2 separate regions of the Rattus norvegicus genome follow, and region 2 is linked to region 1. The links are chromatin contacts, called in public Hi-C maps. All regions are on one chromosome and are shown on one strand. Each heading gives the region's core, a stretch centred on a gene start, on an enhancer-like site or on the middle of the called end of the contact. The rest is flanking DNA. Distances are from core to core; before and after follow the strand shown. Region 1 has its middle 47 kb from the start of Homer1. Region 2 holds the start of Homer1 (homer scaffold protein 1).

Region 1 (3,286 bases), core at 323-2,822:
CAAAGGAGGTGGGTGGCATTTCTGAAGATGACAATAGTGCTGTCCTCTATCCTCTATGTGCATGCCCGCATACATCTATATGCACCTATACCCATAAAAATGCTTTAAAAGCCACGTATAAGATACATCGGGAGCAAGGGAATATGCATCATGTATTGAAAATTTCAAGGGATAGTTATGCCAAAGTACTCCCATGCCTGCCTCCATATCCTGCAGGGGAGTCTGCCTTGCTCACCTCTGTGGATTTGGTGGCCATGCTGCCTCTCCCATGACATTGCCTTCCTACTTCCAACTCAGAGCATGAGGCCAAAGGTGCTTTCCAGCTCAAACACTGCCGATAGTGACTGGCTGGAAGGAAGCCAAAGGTAAGCTCCCCAGGGACACGTTCTCATCTGTCTTTCTTGTCAAATTTATGTCGGCGTGTAGAAGTGTACCCAGCACGTATCGGGTGTCCCATAAATATTTGATGAATAAATAAATAAATGTGGGTTGGCCCAGACGGGCAAGCCTTGTCATCGGAGTGCACTCTTCGATCTTTGAGAACAAGAAAGGAAGCAACAGAGGCAGGCTGCAAGAGTGTTAGGGACTCAAATTACATCAAAACTAATGGGACACATGACCAGGCAGTTGAAACCTGATGGGGCTGACAGAAGATGCCAGGACACAGTGAGAGACAGAGAAGCTGCTTCATTTCCCGTGAGGCTGCCGGTGCTTGGATGCCCACAGCCTCACTGCAGTGTCTTAAATACACCCCACCCCCTCTCCTCCCCTCCTGCAAGGATGTTGAGTCATTCTCTGTTCTAATTATAAAAGCTTTGACTTAAGCAATAACATGCGTGATGCGGTAACGATGCCCCATGAGATGCTTATTGTAAGTACCAGCGGTGTGCTAACTAGGAGGAAGGTGTACCCCAGATCTAGAGCACATACAGTGCTCTAAAACACACACACACACACACACACACACACACACACACACACACACACACACACAGCGCTATGCTAAAATGCATGGATTGTGAAAATCTAGAGAACCAAGTCCAAAGACCAAGAAGACTAGAAAATGTCTGCCTATGTACCACTGACTACCACACACCGGTGCTGTTCTGGTTATGAGACCACAGTGTGCAAAGACTTGCCATGTTCTCTTCTGCTTCCTTTCGATTGCAGAGTATCCCAGGCAAGCCTGGAACATGCAGTTGTCCTGACACAGGCTCTTGTGTGCTGGGGTTACCGCTGTACACCACCTATCTTGGGCCTATTCTCCATCAGAATCGACACCTGAAGGGAATATGGCAGGAACAGGGAGGCTATGCAAAAGATGCAGACAGAGCAGGAAGCTGTGGGACGTGGAGAGTCTTCAGGACTTTGCCAGCAAGAAGCCTGTGGGAAAATGGTAGTGGAGATTCTGAGTAGCAAGAGGCAGTTTGAGGAAGGATAAGCACACAGACTCTAGGGAAAACCATCGTTTTGAATTGTGGGTCTGTGCAGGGCAGGAAGAACCAGCAGGAGGTGAAGATGGCCAGGGAAGCAAGAACAGAGACTGTCCCGAGGTGAATACAAACCAGGAAAGCCTGACAGCTCAGACATGAGTCACCAGTCGGAGGGAAGGGTGTCGTGGAGTCTAGGAGGGAGAGTGTTGGGTATCTAAACCTGAGGATGACAGAAGCTGTGATCTATAAACAACTTAGGCTATCCAGCAAGGCATGATTATGGATGAAAGCAAAACTGATAGCTTTCTGTAGACAAAAATCAATATGAAAATCAATAAAATTTGGTGATAACTATAGTTTAGCTACTGCTTAATAACCCCATTCTGTGGGGCTATGTCTCTTAGCAGAAGTGGCTTGCCCAGGGCTGCACTTCCCAAGGCAGGGCACCCGCTCAACTTGAAGTCTCTGGCTTGGAGCCCATTTGCCCCAGCTCTTTTGAGCTGTCTCCTGGAAAGTCAGATGAGCCTATAAGGAGGAAAAAAACATTCTCAAAGGCAGCAGAACTGTGGAAAAGACAAAGATAACAAGGGGGAGAGCCAATAAAAAGATTTTTAAAAAATCAGACTTTTTAAAAATAAATATAAAAGATCAGACATTTTAAAAATAAATATAGTTAAATGTATATTTTTATTCACTGAAATGCTGAGAAAACGAAAATATACCAACTTGGAACTTGAATCTTCCTTCATGTGTTGATTTTTGTATTTAAATTCAAGGCTAACTATCTTCATTTTTATTATTTTTTCATATTCTTATTCTTTCCTGAAAAGAAATTATTTTATAGTTTGTGAAAAGTGTTATTTTTTTCCTTTGGAGAATAATTATTTTTAAAATGGCAGGTGTCTCCCAACTTCTATACAGTTAGTCAACGGTTTACGCGATATTTGACTTAGAGCGCTGCCACTTTATGATGATGAGACAATACGGATCAAGGAAAACACGTACTTTGGATTTTGACCTTCTCCTGGACGAGTGACCTCAGTCCAACACGCACTCTTGGCAGAGGAACTGCACCTGCAGATCCCAGAAGAAACAACGAATCCTCCTCCTTAGTGTACTGTGTTGCTAAGCTGATTAGTAGTCTCAGTACATTAAATGTATGTCATGGGCTGTGGCAGTGCAAAGTGATAATTTATTTGATGTGGTCCCAGATTCCATCCCATGCACTTCAAACAATAATAGATGTGTTTAATCCAGCTTAAATGTTACAAAATACAATCATGCACTGAAACATAGCATGGTACCCGACTGATAAGAACATCACATGGCTTTATTCATCAACTCATAAATAAAAGAAAAAATGAATGCATTTCAGCCTGGGATGAATGGAGTTATTAAACCAGAACTCTGTCTGAGCCAGGGGATATCTATGACATATTGTGCGGTCCCTATAGCCAGCTTCTAGTGATGCTAAGCTGCACCTTCATGTAACAAGTCTTGTAAGGAACATGGTGTGCTCAAGCATGCACAACTCCCTTATCTTCACTCTAGCCCAACATTTCAACAGACATGAGATTTTTACTCCTGTTTTGCAGAGAGAGAAATTCAGTCTTAAAGTGGGTCAGCTGGTCTCCAACAGATTTTTACAAGATAAACATTCTTTTCCTTGAGCCCACCAGAAAAGCCAGATCTCAACTTGAAAAGTGTTGCCATCACTTTTTTAAACTCAGATCCACGTTCGTTTAACTCGCTGAGAGTCTGCTCTAGGCTGGGCACTACGTCAGCCATTGTGTTTAAATCCTTGGGGATGCTCTAGCCTTTTCTCCACCTGCGCAATCATGAGTGGGATTAAC
Region 2 (3,286 bases), core at 341-2,840, 47 kb before region 1:
TTCTAACACCTTCATTTCCTAGCTTCCATGCTTAAACACATTAGAAGAAAAAAAGTCAACTGCTGACCATTAAATGAGGAAAGAAAGAAAATCATTTTTACAGGTTGGAAAACTCTTACACTCCTCATTTTACCGACAAGAATACAGCCCATAAAGGTTAAGTAATTTGCTGAAGGTCACTTTGCTACTAATAGCAGAACCAGAAATAGAATAAGGTATTTTAATTACATTCTTATCACTTGTCATTTAAGTATTAAAAATAATTATCAACTCATAATTAATTCCTGAGGAAGAACTGCTATGACACATGACTACATTTTCAAAGTTGTATAAGCCAATAAACTTCGAATTGTAATTACTAGGGCAAAAAAGCAACTATTCAAGAACTTTATAAAGTGTGTGTTCCTAAGCTATCACAATGAATTTCAAAATCCATCATTCCAAACCTCGTTCCTCAACTACTTTTTTATCGGTGCTAGTTGGACCTGAGGAAGAATGCAGAGACAGCACTGACAATCCACTAAAGAAATGCGAAGATCCCCACTCCATAACACAGGCTTCCAGCTTAATTAAGGAACTAGCATTTTATTATGCAGCAGTGTTAGAATGAAAAGTTTAGGAAATGCACTCTAGGCTGGCTTTGGGCTATGCCGAATATGTAAATCTGACACTGTTGGCACAAGCTAAAGGTTTGAGCTTAAAAAGAAACAAAACAGAGAAGTGAACACGTTCCTTCAATCAACAGCTTGCCTCTCCAGCACCCACACCGTTTAGATCGAAACAGCCTGAGATTTCCGTTTAATGCCCAGTAAACCAAGCTGTATATTTGGTTTCGGATGTTCAAGGATAGAACAGGGCACTGCGAGGGCAGCAACTTACAAGGGATCAGTTCCAAGGACTGGAGTCTAACCACTCACTACAATCCCCCCTTTGGACAGCTGATCATTTCTACAAAGTACTGGCAGAATGTGCAGCTTTGAACGACACCGCCAACCAAACCTAAGATAGCAAAATTTAGTGACCTATACAGCGGTTCGGTCTATTAGGAGGTTCAGGGTAGACAAGTGCATTGTCTTCATATATATCATTAATAAAACTGTAACTGAGTTACAAACATTACACATTCTAATTAGGACCTCTGGTGTCACTCTACAATAATACAAATATAATCTGTATTTTAAAGTAGTACCCGTTTTCCAAGGGATCGAATTTAAAAACATGGTCACCATCACCGCTCAACTGCACACACGCATAAGCAGATTTAAAGCTGTGATAAGCACAAAATCCTTACCCCATTTTGCCCAATGAAAACTTGCTCTGAAGTTTCTGCTCTTATGCTACAGAAATAACTTCCAAGGAATTTTCTCCGTCTGTTATTTTGCAGTTGCTTTTCCACCCCCGAGATCTTTTCCGGAGGCAACTCAACGAGGCAGACAATTCAGTTAGTTCTTGTCGGTAAAATGATTTCACTCGCGCTGACACCAAAACGTTCAAACATTTGGAATTTGAAAAGGTTGCGCGGAGAATATAGCACTTTAACTATTCCATAAAATTAGTGTACGTGTAGAAAAACGCAAAAGCCAGCTTCAGTGAGTCTGATAAAAAATGAGTTCGCTGATCATTTCGCTCACGTCTTCCACGACACTCAAGCAGCCAGGTTACTCGGCCTTTGGGCTAAGGCGGTGGGTTCAAATTTCACCACACCAGGTCCCTGGGGGTGGAGCGTGCAACCCAACGCGACGTGCACTTGAATAAAAATTCTACGGGTAGCAATTCCACTGTCTCCCTTACATTAAAAAAAAAAAATTATAAAGAAGAAATCTCGAAGTGCAAACCCCAGCCGCTCGCGATGTGCACAGCACACCACATTGGAATCTGTCCTTTGAATGTTCGTTCTCCTAAGACTCGGAGCAGAGAGGAGGTGGAGAGCAGGCAGAGAAGGCTGGGAAGGATCGATTCGTTCTCACGAGGAGCATCAGCGGAGCCATTTCCAGGCTGGCGGCTAGCTGGGGGCGCAGCGGCCGCCGGGGAGCAGCGCAGGGGGCCCGAGCCCACCTCCCACGGCTTCCCGGCCCCCGCCGAGCACAAAGGAGCCCCGCTCGCGGCCGCCCCCTCTTCCCGCCTCTCCTCGCAGCACCCGCGGCCTCGGGCTCCGGGCCGCGGAGAATGAATGAATCAGAGAACCCAGCCCCGCGCGGTCCCCCGCACCCAGCCCCCAAGCTCCCGGCGGTCGCGCGCTGAAGCGAGAGGCTCGCGGCTCGTCTGAGGCACGGCAGCCGCGGCTCGTGCCCCCACCCCGGCTCTTCTCTCCCGCTCCGCGCCGCCTCACATTCCCAGGGCCGCCGCTGCCTCCTCACACTCCCCTCAGCGGCCGCCTCCGCCGGCCCGGGCGGCCTGGCGCCCGTCGCTGCCTCTGACTCCACAGAGCGGGTTCCGAACCGAGCGCAGCCGAGGGCGCCGCTTCCCAGTCCGCGCCGCCGGCGTGAGGCGAGCACGGCAGCGGAGCAGGAGAGGGGGCGGGGCGGGGCGGGGCAGTGAACGCGGCCCTCCCGGCTCGAGGGGCGGAGCGCCGCCGCCGCCGCAGGCCCGCGGAGGAGGTGGGGCTCGCTGGAGGCGGGGCACGGGCTCGGACCCGGCGGTGAGGATCAACCCCGGAGGGGATAAGCCGGCCGGTCCGTCGGTCCGTCCCTTTTTTCTTCCCCTCCCCTAGCGGCGGGCAGCGGGCGGACAACACGCTCGGCTCCTGTGCTGGCTCTGGACGGCCTCGTCCGTTCCACACGCCAGGTGCTCGCGCTGTGTCTCCATCCTCCCCGCAGGAGGACCTTTAAATAGCTACGTCAGCGCGCTCCTCTCCGCACATACGTCACCCTCCGCTCACGTCACCTTGTGCGGGGGATGATGTCACGCGGCCGGAAGTACTGCTAAATTAGGGAAGGAGCTGGGGGAGGCGGGTTGGGCGAGCTGTTCGGTGCCCACCTGCTCTGGTTTCTCTCGCTTCTCCTTAAAGGCCAAGGCGCCGGAGACTGTCTGTGGAGAGCTTGGAGAGGGAGCGCCGGGAGGAGGTTTCCTTGCACAAATGTGCCAAATGCGAATGAATCACTCATAGCAACAGTGCCGAAGTGCCGCCGGTAAAGTCCTGTCTCCCTCTCCCACTGGGTTTGCCGCAGCATCCCCGGGCTGTTCACATCCCAAGCGGCAGGGAAAAGTGGGAGGGAGAGTGATCACTACTGGTAGACTTGCGGGGAACCACCGTTAATTTTAGGAATCATGAATACCATTCTGAACA

Evidence for each region. A called contact is a pair of places that touch in the nucleus more often than the background predicts.
Region 2: a Hi-C map of psoas muscle shows a contact between it and region 1, with 1.5 times the contacts expected there. The contact joins the promoter of Homer1 here to the enhancer-like site in region 1. A contact is called at or near these places in 2 of 12 Hi-C or Micro-C datasets (frontal cortex and psoas muscle).

Annotation. Positions count from the first base shown.
Region 1 is chr2:26,230,312-26,233,597 of GRCr8, reverse strand. No RefSeq gene overlaps it. Among named protein-coding and RNA genes, the nearest start is that of Homer1, 47 kb to the left of the region's middle. Within about 2 kb of position 1,572, at least 21 of the 93 cell types and tissues checked have an H3K27ac peak or open chromatin away from gene starts, as enhancers often do.
Region 2 is chr2:26,277,316-26,280,601 of GRCr8, reverse strand. It overlaps Homer1 (homer scaffold protein 1), which reads right to left and starts at 1,590. Exons shown (of 10, transcript NM_031707.2): 1 at 1,292-1,590. The coding sequence starts at 1,296.